2 separate regions of the Canis lupus genome follow, and region 1 is linked to region 2. A link is a contact called in public Hi-C data. All regions are on one chromosome and are shown on one strand. The core of a region is the stretch at or near the end of the contact, and the rest is flanking DNA. Distances in the headings are between cores, read along the strand shown. Region 1 overlaps JAZF1 (juxtaposed with another zinc finger protein 1). Region 2 overlaps JAZF1 (juxtaposed with another zinc finger protein 1).

Region 1 (7,487 bases), core at 1,824-4,323, 75 kb after region 2:
TCCTGGTGTTGCTTAGGATTTATAATGCGATCCCACACAAGTCAAGCTGCCTCAGTTCAATACTAGCTATACAACCTCTTTAAGTCTTCATTTTCTTCATCTGTAAAACACAAAGATATGGGGCACCCGGGTGGCTCAGTCGGTTAAGCACCTGACTCTTGGTTTTGGCTCAGGTCGTGATCTCCACGTGGTGAGATGAAGCCCCACATCCAGCTCCACACTGGGTAGGGAGTCTGCTTGAGATGGTCTCTCTCCCTCTGCCCTTCCTCCAGCTCATGCTTCTAATAAATACATATTTTTAAAAAAATGTTGATAAAGATAGTACTTTTGCCCCGGGGCTGAAATGAGGGATTAAATGAGCAGTGTTCGATGTAGCTACTACTCAATTCTTCAGCCTGTGAAGTGTTTTGCAATTAAATTCCGCACTGTCCTGGATTATCTCCATTTTATAGTCAGAGGCAGAATGATGCAGAGAAAACCTAAGAACTCATCATTCACACAGTGTGGCAGAAACTGCTGGCTGCCATCCAACAGCCATTTTCTGTTCTTCCTCCAGGGACCGGGCACCTCGCTGTCTGGTAGAAGTCTACGTATCCCCCTCGTGCCAGGTGCAGCCATGTGGCCAAGTCCTGGCCAGCAGGATGTAAGCTTTCTGGGAAGCCTCCTTAAAAGCATGCACCTTTCTTTGGGGTCATTTTCCTTCCTGCAGGCTGGAAGAATAACTGGAGCTCCTGCATCTACTTTGGAATTGAGATAATCTTAGGAATGGAAATCATACATGGCGGGGCAACACAATAAGAATCTGGATCCCTGATCCTGTGAAGCCCCATACCACTCCTGCACCGACATCCTCCAGAGGTCTGGAAAGTGAGAGAAATAAACTCTTCCACTTAAGCCATTTATGTTTAAGGGTTTTAGTGAGTCATGTGCTGCCAAACTAAATCAACCAGAACACAAAGTAACTGGAATGCCAGTTTGTTTTGTTGGACCTGAAGTCCTAATCTGAAACTTTAAATATTTTGTCTTGCCTTTTTTTGGATCTAAAAAAAAAAAAAAAAAAGAAAAAAAACACCTCTAAGAATTTATCAAACCCCATGGAAAGAAAATGAGAGTAAAATCATACCTGCATCAACACAACATCTGTGGCTCCTTCTTAAAATAGGATAAAGAATGGGGGAAAGAGGAGGAGGAAACCATCATGTCAAATTATAGCTCCTTTGGTGGCTTTAGGACTTCCTCCAGAATTGGTTATTAGTGGGCAATAATGAAGCAAATTGCACATGCATATTACTTCTGAGTTATGAACAATGCAACCACCAGTAACCTTTGAAGCTGTCAGGATCTTTTCAGGCAAGCAATTAAAGTGAAAAATGAGAGTGTGCACAACTCCCATCACCCAATACTACTTGTAATAACACCACCTACAAACACTGACACAAGAGTGGGGCTCACTCTGAATATTTATTAATGCCGATCTGTTCCCATTTGTTCCTTTTTTTCCCCCTGTAACCCATTCCACCCCCACCTGCCAAAACTTTTCTTCTTTAAAGGGCAGTTCTGACACCATGAATTGCATTCACCTGAAGCCTAGATCTACTGTGACATCTCTCCCATCTGCACCTGAAGAAATTTCCTTCCTTCTCCCTTGACCAAATTATAAATTTAGGACAAGCTTAGATACTATAGGAGAAAAAGTTGATAAAGAAGAGACCCAATTAAGAGACCAAGATTAAAGTAATAACTGATATTTACAGAAGGCCAAATATATGGCAAGTGTTTGGTGCTAGGCACTGAAGACCTCTCCCTTCCCCAAAAAAGGTCCCAGTTGTGAAGGAGACCAGACTTTAGAGGACTTGACTTACATTGATCTGTAATAAAAATGATCTAGTATTAAAAAATACCTGCTTTTCTGCTAAGCATAGGAATCACACACTGCTTACATAGGTTTTGTGATTTAAGTACTTTTAAGGGCTCTAGAGAAATGACAGGAATAAATGCAGAAGTGAGCCAGTTAGGAAAAAGTCTTTCCAAGCTGAGAAAAAAAATCCCCATCCTGGTGTTCTGACACCTGCTGCCTATGCATCCTATAAGCAGGTTTGGTATCATCTGTTTCATTTCTATAACACCAATTACCTAGAAATAAATGGTTCTCCACCAGAACTGCATGTTAGTAGGACCTGGGGAGCTTAAAAAAAAAATTCAGATGCCCACGACCCATCTCCAAAATTCTAACATGTCACCAGGATTGACAATTATTAATAGGACTTGAGAAGGCTTAGAAACCAGGAAAGGGATCGAGAATTAACTGGTTGGGAAAGTCATTAAACCAAACAGTTTGTATTTTTTCCAAGTTAAAAAGGCAATTGTGAAACTGGCAATGAAATATTGAAAGTGACTTAAAGGTTTTAAAAATAAATCCAACATCCAGTAAAACCTTTTAAATTCAGACTTCACTTGGAGTTCTGTTCTCCCCTCTTTTACTTTCTGTACAGAAAGTGTTAAGCTTGATAATTATAGGAACGGGTTAAGGTCTTCAAGTTTTTTAAAAGCCAAATCACAACCAACCAGTTATCAATGATCCTTAAGTCGTGAGTGATTTTCATCTATGCATGAGAACATTCTGATAAGACCTCTGACCAGGAACTTTTTTTTTGGTCACTGATTTTCTTCCCAGTGTGGTCTTAAAATTAATAAGACTACATCACTTGAACTATTCTGTGGCTCAGATTTTCCCATAATTCAGATTGGCCTGAACCAGTGTGGTTTTCCTGTGCTGTTATTATTCACCTCAGTTACAAACCAGGTCACAACCAAGCATATTAGTTTTGCATTTTTGGAAGCCAGTTAAGTCAAGGATTTGGCAAAAAGAATCATCGCCATTACTTCTCATCTCCCAGAGAAGCCAAATCAGTGCTTATAAAAAATTTTTTTTGAAAAGCTGAAAGTCTAGACCTAGTGACCTGATTGTTCTGCCCAAAGGTCACCAAACAGAACACGCATATCGGTTACAGCGGTGCGTGGCTCAAGGTCAGATCTGTAGAGCTCTGCCTGGCTGGCTATAGGATCACGTACACCACGGTCTCCTTGCCCAGGCTTAGCCAGGAGCTTGGTGTGCAGGCTCACGGGCCACAGGGGTGATGGGGTTGTTGGGTATTCACCCTCCCCCCCGCCATTCTGTGAAGGCTCTGCCTTCATTCTACTTGCTAATGAGTAGGGGTGCGTGCTGGGCTGTAACTCAGATCCCTCTTGTGTAAATCTGGGCTCCTGGGAGGGCCCTGGCAGATGGCTCTTGGCATCCCTAGCTTTTGTGGAAGGACTTCTGGGAACCAACTGTGGACTTGACATTGCCTTTTTTTTTTTTTTTAAATAAGGCTTACTTCCTTTAGGCGAGGCAACATAATATGGTAGCTACAGGCGCAGTTCACTGCTGACTGCAATTTGAGCAATTTTCTCAGCCCATCTCAGTTTTCTGATAGGGAAGACAGTGACTCATAGTTCCTACACATTATGAGGTTATTATAAGGATTATATGAGATAAGCCATATATATCCCAGAGCACAGTGGCTGGTACATGCTAAGTACTTAATAAATCATAGCAATTACTATTATTCTCTTAGGCAGTCATGTCTGAAAGCACTGAGTGTTTACATTGTGGACAAATTTGTGAACAATTGCTTTTAAGTGGCAGTAACAACTGATCATAAAGGTATCATTGCCACTTACCATATTCCTACTATGCATCAGTATGGAATGGGCAATCCTCAGGAGAACCCTACAAAGAAAGTATCTCCCCCATCTCTTTCCCAAAGGAAAATATCAGGCTCAGAAAACATCCAGGCCACACGGCTAGGGGATGAGGCCTTAGATCCAGGTCTGAATTCCTAGTGCCTGCCACTAACCCTAACCACCACTTAGTCCCAGCATGCTATTAATGTCAATGCACTCAAAGTAAATCACTAAGTGGCTCTCCCTCTCTTCCCTTACTATTAAAAAAAAAAAAAAAAGAAAGAAAGAAAGAAAAGAAAAAACACTTCATCGATAGAAGCACTGGCATGCTTTGGAAACACTGGAATGAGACTAGGACAAATTCTGATGGAAACTGGAACCGTGGGCAGCCCGGGTGGCTCAGCGGTTTAGCACCGCCTTCAGCCCAGGGCCTGATCCTGGAGACCTGGGATTGAGTCCCACATCGGTCTTCCTACATGGAGCCTGCTTCTCCCTCTCCTTGTGTCTCTGCCTCTCTCTCTCTCTCTCTCTCTCTGTGTCTCTCATGAATGAATAAAATCTTAAAAAAAAAAAAAAGAAATGAGAACTGTGATACAGGATTAACTGTGATTACTACACCTGCATCTCCTATTCAGTTACTCCTTTGGGTGCCGGACCTTAACACAGATTTAGAACTTAATCTTTAGAAGGTACAGAGTCTAGTCTTAATTTATTTCTAACCTACAGCTTTTAGCAAGTTCTTTTACCTGTGAAATGGAGAGGATAGCCATCAGCCTCACAGGATGGAGAGGAGAATCCTGCACTGAACTAAACTCCAAGGGCTCTGCTTCCAGTGGCCAACTTAAGGTGGTCTCGGAGTTAATAACTCCATGCAGCCATGTATTTACTTGTTTGTGCCTCTAGCACATACTTCGTAGAGAAGGCTTAAACTATACATTAAAACAATGACCAGAGTTATTTGTATAAAGAACTTAGATTTCGTTTTCCTGTGCCAACCCTGGAGCTCTGAGAGCGAGTGTGCGTATGCACCTGTGTTAATTTCTCCTGGGAGAGTCGGGAAGTTCTCCAATTATTTTTCCAAAGAGCTACAGGTCTTTTCAAGTAGAGATAGAACTTTCTGGCTAGCTTTCAGCCGAGTTTATTAAAAGCCATTGTGATTAACTAATAAGAGTGTGGTCAATTAACTTGCTCTACAGACAAAAGGAAAGCCTTTCAATTCATAAACTAAGACACATTCAAGTGATTTTATCACACATTCAAACCAAATGCAAAACTTTCTAATGCTTAAGGAAAATAGATGCTATCAAAGGGACTGCAAGACATTGGATTCCTCAGAGAGGCTCAGGAGACTTTTGGGATTTGGTAAACATTACTATCAGCTGAGCTTCAGAAAAATGGAAGGCAAAGACTGATGGATTTTCTCGGCTTATATGAGATGAAGTTTAATACTCTAGACATGGACTCAATATCATAAAGATATTTAAAAAGGAATGTCAAGATAACATACTTTTTAAATATGTATGTTAGTTGCTGAACATCTACAGCCACACTGCCTGCTTGACCTTCTCTCCTCCCTTGTTCTACCTCCACTCTAGCCAACAATCTAGCTCAGTGTTTTTTCAACATTTGCACCACAAAACAAAGTAGCATATATATTTTAAATTATAACCAGTATACCTCCTGCACAGAAATATACAAAAGTTTCACAAAACAGCACTCAACCTCACCACATGCAATGCACTCTGATAATATTTCTTTAAAAATGTTGGGAAAGGGGCAGCCTGGGTGGCTCAGCGCCGCCTTTGGCCCAGGGCGTGATCCTGGAGACCCAGGATTGAGTCCCACGTTGTCAGGCTCCCTGCGTGGAGCCTGCTTCTCCCTCTGCCTCTCTCTTTTTCTCTCTCTCTCTCTCTCTCATAAATAAAATCTTTTTAAAAAGTTGGGAAAACCCATTAAATTGATTTTATGACCCACTGATGAGTCCCAAATGGTGATTTTTAAAAATGTGAATCTTGCTAAATAACAAATCAATAAATCAATGTATTAAGTCCACCCGCACAAATGGCTCTTTAGGGCAGCCCTGGTGGCCCAGCGGTTTGGCGCCACCTTCGGCCTGGGGTGTGATCCTGGGGACCCGGGATTGAGTCCCGCATCAGGCTCCCTGCATGGAGCCTGCTTCTCTCCCTCTCCCTCTGCCTGTGTCTCTGCCTCTCTCTCTCTCTGGGTCATGAATAAATAAATAAAAGCTTAAAAAATTAAAAAAACAAATGGCTCTTTATTGCTTATAGGATAAAAGACTTAGGTAAAATGTATAGAAGATTGTTTACAATTTGGCTCTAAACTCATCTTCCTTAGCTCTTTTCAAGCTCTCTACCTTCTAACAACCCCCACCTCCTTCCCAGCCTCTGTATACACCTGGTTCATGCTTTACAGCTGCTGTTCTGATGATCTGTTTCCCTCTCTAGATCCACTGCCTGCCCTTCTCCGTCCCTACCTCCCGTTCTGTGTCCCGAGCTGGTTCACCCAGACACTCCGCCCTCTGTTCAGCCTCACCAGCAGGAAGCACCCTTACGAGATTAGGAAGTTGGGAGGAGAGAGAAGTATTCTGCTGAGAAGACTTTGTCACATTGGCCCCCTCCCCTACTAGAAACCCCTTCTCTTTCCCACTTTTGTTGTCATCCTCAGATCTATCCTTCAAAGGCCACTACCAAGGCTACTTCCCCTTGAAAGTGCTCTGGGAATCTGCTTGGTAGCATTCACCTCGGCACATACATCTGTTAAAAGGATGAATTGGGGCAGCCCGGTGGCTCAGCAGTTTAGCGCCGCCTTCAGCCCAGGGCGTGATCCTGGAGACCCAGGATCCAGTCCCATATCGGGCTCCCTGTACTGCATCTTTCTCTGTGTCTCTGCCGATCTCTCTCTCTCTCTCTCTCTCTCTCTGTATCTTGCATGAATAAGTAAGATCTTTAAAAAAAAAAAAAAAAAGAAAGAAAAGAAAAGAATGAATTACACTTGAATGTGTTCATGTTCTCACCACCAGACTCAACTTCTTCAAAGCCAGCACAGCACCTCTTTGTCCCCAAGTAACTGTGATTACTAAAAAGATCAATAAATGAATGAAAGGTAACAAGATTAATTATTTAAGGACACTGCGATTGTAGGTCATAAGGTAATATTTTCTAGTAATAGTGTCTACAGAGCTACTTCATCGAAATTCCTCTTTTGGGGTGATCTGGTCTATCTCTTCGACTGTACCTGCTGGCAGGCAGCTCGTGGCAATTGCTGCTTACCGTGTGGTGAACTGGCTATCTCTGGTGATGACGAACTAGCTCCCACAATACCCCATCACCTGGCAGGGTGTTTTCTGCTTATTATGCTAATTAGATTTTACTTGAAAGATGTAATTATTGTGGCAACCCAAGGAAATAATTAATGGCCAATTTTAGTGAGCAAAATATTCATTAATCAAGTCAACAGACAAGAGACCTGCAGAGTTTAAGAAAGGTCCTTAAAGAGAAAAAAAGATAATCATCTAGAGATTTCTCCTTTCCATAAATATAGGTTAAGTCTATTCAATTACAGTCTCTTGAAAGTTTACATTTCAGATTTAGTCCAATGACTCCTCATGAAGTCTAGGTTTTAGCTTCGGGTTCTAAAACTCCCTGCCCAATAGAATTATTTACTCACTTTATTGTATGAAAAGGTGTAATAAAGAGGAGATAACACTCATCTCCTACTTGGTCTCTTTAAAATGTTTGTTC
Region 2 (6,985 bases), core at 3,789-6,288:
GCAGAGTTGCAAGCAGTCACTTCATTTACTGTTGTGTTTTTTTTTTAAATTTCCATTTCTCTGACTGTACATTGACTAATATTGATTATATACTAACTAATTTGACTAATCTATTGGACTGTTCACTGTATATTTTCCCAAAGGAACTGAGGAGTGGAAGAGAAACAGTGGTGCCTATAAAAGCCTTTCATTCTGTATAAGTCCTTGAAGCTCCTTTCTATTTGCTGGGTGGGATGTTGCTTGATCCACGAATTGCTGAATAAAGCCAATTAGATCTTCAGATTTACTCAGATGGATTCTTTTTTTAACACATTTCATTAATATCAATAATCTGATTTGGGACTTTGTGAAGTCACTAGCCCAGCCCTCTGCGTAAAGATTTTTGCTTTCACACCATGCGAAATATTAGAGTTCTTAAGAGCAGATGGTGAGAGGCCCACTGAAGGTCACCTGCTTAATAAACGATTGAGGTAGTATTAGAACAGAACCCAGGGATCCCTGGGTGGCTCAGTGGTTTAGCGCCTGCCTTCAGCCAGGGCGTGATCCTGGAGTCCCGGGATTGAGTCCCACATCAGGCTCCCTGCATGGAGCCTGCTTCTCCCTTTGTCTGGGTCTCTGCTTCTCTCTCTCTCTGTATCTCTCATGAATAAATAAATAAAATCTTAAAAAACAAAAACAAAAAAACAGAACCCAGTAAGGGGCAATGTTAAATACTCAGCACAGGTTGGGTGGACTATCCCATTAGGAGGAGATATTAAATTATACTTTGCAGAATTACAACTTTTGACCTCACAGGAGAAACACTTTGGACCTGGCTGGCCCCAAGTTGTCAACAGGATCTAAAAAGGGAAAAATTGGGGTGTAAACCAGTTAAGAATAATGATAAGTCAATCATACACAAACCTGTGGTGAGAGTTTTTAAAAAAACATTTATCAATTTTTCAAAGGTAAATGGATTCAATAGGTCTGGAGTAGCATCTGAGAATGAGCATTTCTAACAAGTTCCCCAGGTGGATGCTAATGCTATTGGTTTGAGAACCACCAAGTTTAGACTACTCAAGATGCAAGCATGTCAATACTGGCTGAAAGCACTATAAGAGCATGTTCTGTTATCAAAAATGTAACCTACCAGTGCTAGACAGAGCAAGCAAGAGGATGTATTCTGAGATAACAGGGCAACAACACAGAAATAAGTAAAATAGTGCCAAATTTGCTGGAAAGCACACAATAGGTTTGAGTGAAGTCTTAGAAAAAAGGGGTGGACTTAAGGTTACAAAAGGAGGGGCAGTCCGGGTGGCTGAGCGGTTTAGCACTGCCTACAGCCCAGGGCCTGATCCTGGAGATCCGGGATCGAGTCCCATGCCGGGCTCCCTGCGTGGAGCCTGCTTCTTCCTCTGCCTGTGTCTCTGCATCTCTCTCATGAATAAATAAATAAAATCTTAAAAAAAAAAAAAAAAAAAGGAAGGAATGGGCTTAATTTTGTGCTGTTTGATTACAGGAGCACTCAACAAGGAATTTGATTTCAGAGAGCTAAGAAGATTCAGAGCTATGAATTTTACCAATGTCTTTTTTACATATGCCTTTTTAAAAAATAATTAAAAGCAGCTAATCCATTCAAGAAGCACAAGTTGGAAATAGGCTCTAAGTCTAACTACCACTAATGACAACTCCTTCCTTGTTTCTGGTAGTTCCTGGTTTCCTTCCTTGTTTACTTCTGTGTGCAACTGTGTAATTGCTTATGCCTTAGTTAGAATCCTCCCTGATTGCCACCCTTAAAATCAATCAAATGGATGTCTCACAGGTGTGAGTAACTTACGGGAAATACCTCTGGTGTTTGAGGAAACAAAAGTCTCTGACCCCGACCTAAGACTAGTCCATATTATTGTATGTTACACCCCAAAGTAAAGATCTTATAGTTAACGTTTTATATACTGAGTCTGTAGCTTTTTCAAAACTTCAGCCTCATTTGGCAACTGATGCCTCTTGGGAAGCAAAATTACTTACATCATTAAAACTTCATCAAGTAATAATTTTATTATGGTTGTTAACATAAATAACTGCAGTAAATAAGTACAGGGTGATCGATTTGTTCTTGATAGCTCAAGGGAGTCATTATTTAGCCATTATTTAGCTCTGATACAGAAAATCAGGACAATATTTATTTGAATTGCAAACTGCATATCAACTATCCACTTGGGCGTGTTTTAATTTGTTTTAGGTTTAGCACATTCCATAACTGAGCTTTATAAGCAGGTCGGCTTCAAAAATAAGGTCTCGCATAACAGCTAAGTCTAAATGATGATGTGTCACCTGGCACGTCAAGTCTTTTTTTTCTGTTTCCCCTGCTTCCCCCTTCCTGACACCAGGGGAAAAAGAAAAACCCTGTTCTAATGAAACGTAAAATGAAATTCTGCTAAGATGTGAAAAAAGGAAAGAACTTGTGCATAAATACGGAGCACCCCCTCTTTCGAAGTCAGCAGGAAGTGTCTTCAGGCTGTTTGATCTGCTTCACCAGCACAGGACAAATTTTTCATTAGATTCATGTCCCCCCACATGCCTCTACTACTAACAGAATAAGATATAGCCTGCTAAGATAGATTACCATAATATAATGATTGAAGGGAAAATATATGGTGTAATACAGAGAGGTCTAAATACCTGTAAGTGGAAAAAAGCATAAATGACTGTTTTAATTAATTTCCTAATGTAAAACACAGCTGCAGTAATGTTGGCAAGTCTCACCCGCCTGTTTTAAATTTGTGACATGAAATCATGCCACTTAATTAAGTCTTAATGCACAAAAATATATTTTATTTACTTTTTATGGAATATCAGCATTTAAAGCTTTCTATTTATGTGTGTAAACGCTTTATAAATTACTTGAAATACCGAAAAAAAAAAAACCCTGACTACTACTAATCGGCAGTTACAACGTACCAGTTTTGGTTTCAATAATGAAATGCCTTTTTGGTGGACTCCTGCTGCTACGTGAACTAGCTCTAGGCTATTAAAATAATGAATCCGGACAGGGTCCTCCGATCTCATGCTTGGTAAAGACTCAGGGAAAAGGACTTTGCCCACAATTCCTAGTCTGTTTACCAGACTGCCACCAGGCTGACTGCAGGAACGTTATGAAGCCTCTGGGCTTCCCCTTCCCCCTTCCAGCAAGTATGGCTTTTTTTACTTTTTCCAAGCGAGGGCTAAGAAAACATGGTATTAGAGAGCCCTCTGCAGGCCAGAAGTTTTGAAGGCGCTTACCAGCCCGGATTTAGATTTGCAATAAAAGGGGAATGGTTGTCAAAACTTCATACATCAGATCTCATTGGAAAGATGTTTGCTATAACGGCAGGCAAGCAAAGACTCTTCCAAGAAACTCACTTACAAAAAATAACACTTTTGTTAATTCGAGCTGCCTTTTTTTTTTTTTTCGAGCTGCCTTTCATACAAAGTTTCTGTGCACTGCTGGGACCTCTTCCTAAAATGCACTGCAAAATATTAGTATTATTATTGTCGCAACAATAATTCTTAAGATTATCCATGAAGACCATGGGGCCCTGAATAGTTCACTTAAGAAAAAAATTTCTAGCATACCTGAGCTTTAAGGGTCAGGATACAAGGAAGAAGAAACTAGAAGTTAGTTATGTGGACAAACGTCATGATTCCCTCAGCCAAGTTTTCATTCTAGTGAATGAAGTATATGCCTACCAAAATCCAGTGAACCTCTCAAGTGTTTTAGGGAACTTAATGTAAATTTTTACAGGGCATATTATAAACTTTTCGGATAAAGCAAATATAAATCATTACTGAAAGAAACCCGTATGTAAAGATAAATATGAGGAAGTGTACTGAAGACAGAACAAAAAATAAGGCAAGCTCTCATTTTCATTTAGATGGTACCTTTCAAGCCACATTTTATGTTGGTTATAAAATATTCTTAAAGTCAGCAAAATAACCAACAACTTTTAATAGGAAATTTTTTCATAATATTTTCAAGTCAGCAAAAGTACTAACAACTTTTAATAGTGGGTGATTTTTTTTTTTCCAGAATAGTCAAGGGAGTATTAATTTAAAAGAGGAAGCATCTGACCACAATATTTCCTTTTACTGAGTTTAATCTGTGCCAGGTAACTCCTATAGTTCCTGGAGCACCCAGAGATACATGCTTTTAATAATTCTCAAAGGGGCTGGGGCGAGCTCCTCAAAGTTCCTCTCTCTGGCAGGAAAATGCATGGTTTACATTCGTCTGGAAGCCAGGATAAGTGGAATAAATGGGAAGTCATATGATGATGGAAAAGAACTTGATATTGTAGGTATTAAAACTTCCTTCCTCAGGACTTTGAATCAGTAAACACGATCTTTTTGAAAGACCTTCAGGGAGTCAAAAGGCGGCAGTGGTCTGGGGCAAGGACCAAGGCTACAATTGTTTGCAGTAAATCTGTAGATGAATCTCAGTGTTTCCCTGGGGACCCTGGGGACAGTCTAACCAGCCAACCGCACATTCTCTGGTGGCTTGGCTGCTTTTCCCAAGGACTTGAGTTCGGTGTTGGAGGGTTTTCTCATCTCCTCTTCTCCGGGGTGTAGACAAGACCAGCATGTTCTTAGGGTAATGTCAGCAGACGTTTTGGTTCCAGTAAAATGACTCTTCCAAATGAAAACCCCAAATTAAAACGCTGAGTTTCCAGCTCTGTGGAGTTCAGAAACAAGTGCTCTCAGCATGAACTGTCAACAGCCAAAGTTAAAATAGGGCAGCTGCTGGTTCCTGTGGAATCATCTCCACACACCCCATCCCAACCTCACAGAGTTGAATGTCAGACATTATTCCACCAGGCCTGGAATCCGCCGCCAGGCTCAGCCTCCTTCACTGGGGGGCTTATCTCCCACCGGGAGGCTGTAGCCGACTTGATGGAAGCGCACGCTTCTCAGCAGATGTTGGGCTGCCAGCAACGGGAGCGCGACTGGGCCTGGCGCCGCCAACATTTACAGTCATTCCTCCCACCCCTGCTCCCCACGGCCCCCCAAGCCCAGTCCCACCAGGGCCTGGCCTGCAGCAGGCTTGGCCCACGAGGAGTGGACAGGTGATGAGGATTAGGCCGAGCGTATTTGCATATCCTCAGCACAGGGAAGGAAATTCACACCACAGTGACATGATTTAGTGGCTGAACTTAAACCCCAGACAGCCCTAGCCCAATTTCTGAACACCAGGCGACTGAGGGAAGGAGATCTAAAATGCAACACATCTGGCAGGGATGGGCTAGTCCAGGGTTAATGGAAGAAACAGAAAGAAGTCAGCTAGTTCGGGTCCAAAGTGCTGTTTAAAATTTAGCCACAGAGTACGAGTGGGCTTTATTCTTGGATACAAGAAACGCCGCCTTCACCTCATTCCTATTGGATGGTGTGTGTCTGTGTGTGTGCTGTTCTGGGTCCTTATCACTATCTGTGCAGGTAGCACTTGCAAAGCCTGGCGAGGTCATTGGCCACATGGCCTGCCACTTGCCTGCAGCCAAGTTCAGAAACAGTCTGACAAGAAGGTATATCAGAAACTGAACATTTTCTGGAATTTTTTTTCACTATAGTAAGTAGGAGCATCAAGACATATCTTAAATCTCTCACAAAGTCGTGTGAATGAATAAAGAATGAATTAGCGCCCATGAAGTATATTTTCATCTTTCTAAACCTTGTTCTTTTTGGGAAGCCAGGAAAGGAGGAGTTTTTTTTAATGAGTATTTAGACAACTGTGTCATCCAATGGAAGGTGGCTAATATTTCAATTTGCTGTCGTGTTAAAGGACCTAGAAAAACAGATGCCATTAAAAATGTCTTCTTATTTTTATGAAGCCAATAGGGTACTGCGTGCATTCTCTGGGCAAATCTGCATAAGCTGCTTTAACTTGTTTTTTGCTAAGATGATGAGTTCAGCTCTAAGGAAGCACAAACCTAGAACTGCTTAGGACACAAAACACCACCACCACCCACCATAAACACAATACTTTACCAGTGTGGTATGCCTAACTATAAAGTAATCAGACTATTTTAAGACAAATGCCAGAGCACATATAAAAAGATAGGGCTCTCCTCTTTCATGCAGCCATCTTAAGCAGCCATATGCACTTATTGTACTATGCTGCCATTTCATTACTCAAAAAGGTTTAATTTTTTTATTTATTCATGAGAGAGAGAGAGAGAGAGAGAGAGAGAGAGAGGCACAGACACAGGCAGAGGGAGAAGCAGGTTCCATGCAGGGAGCCCAACGTGGGACTCGATCCCGGGTCTCTAGGATCACACCCTGGGCTGAAGGCGGTGCTAAACCACTGAGCCACTCGGGCTGCCCTCAAAAAGGTTTTAGACTTCCTTCTGAAAACAACTTTGGAAAATGCTTGGAATTCTGTGGAGTATCACTGAGGGTGGTAACTCTTTGTCACTGTGGAGCCAAAAGCCATTTATAATCAAGTTTGGAGAATAAGATGGGTGGATTCAGCCTCCCAAGGTCCCTAAAGAGTAAAATGCAAACCAGCACAACTCACCCAAAATAAGGTGTGGCAAAATAGGAGTCTAAACCTCTCCTGTGGGTTGAAGTTGCTTTGAAGGCCATGCCAAAAGAACAGCTGCAGACATGTTTCATGTTTCGAGCAATGGGAACTTCACAGAAATACACACCTGCAAACGTCTCCCAGTGTGACACCTTTAAAGGACAATATTCGTTTGGATGGGTCATTCTGGTGCATGTGTGTGGTAGAAAGTCAGCAAAATGCCCATCACAGGCATCCTTACAAATCACTGTAGACTTTCCTCTATCAAGGTCACCTAGATGCAGAGCGTCTTTCTTCTGGGCAGGCACTTGAATCTTTATAACTTAAATATGTGGGTTCACACACACACAGACATATAAAATGGAACTTAAGAGGAAAAAGTGGACTAGAAACTTTGGGAACCTCACCACAGCCAGACTAGAAAAATCCCCTGTGGTACATGGAACCACGTACTGGTGA

What was found. Hi-C and Micro-C count contacts between places; a contact is called where the count stands out from the background.
Region 1: a contact with region 2 is called in a Hi-C map of amygdala, with 5 times the contacts expected there. The contact joins two enhancer-like sites. A contact is called at or near these places in 4 of 9 Hi-C or Micro-C datasets (amygdala, blood, liver and 1 more).

Annotation. Positions count from the first base shown.
Region 1 is chr14:41,189,723-41,197,209 of UU_Cfam_GSD_1.0, forward strand. All of the region lies in intron 1 of JAZF1 (juxtaposed with another zinc finger protein 1), which reads right to left. Among named protein-coding and RNA genes, the nearest start is that of JAZF1, 180 kb to the right of the region's middle. Within about 2 kb of position 3,074, at least 2 of the 20 cell types and tissues checked have an H3K27ac peak or open chromatin away from gene starts, as enhancers often do.
Region 2 is chr14:41,112,608-41,119,592 of UU_Cfam_GSD_1.0, forward strand. The region is part of intron 2 of JAZF1 (juxtaposed with another zinc finger protein 1); the gene reads right to left. Among named protein-coding and RNA genes, the nearest start is that of TAX1BP1, 170 kb to the left of the region's middle. Within about 2 kb of position 5,039, at least 3 of the 20 cell types and tissues checked have an H3K27ac peak or open chromatin away from gene starts, as enhancers often do.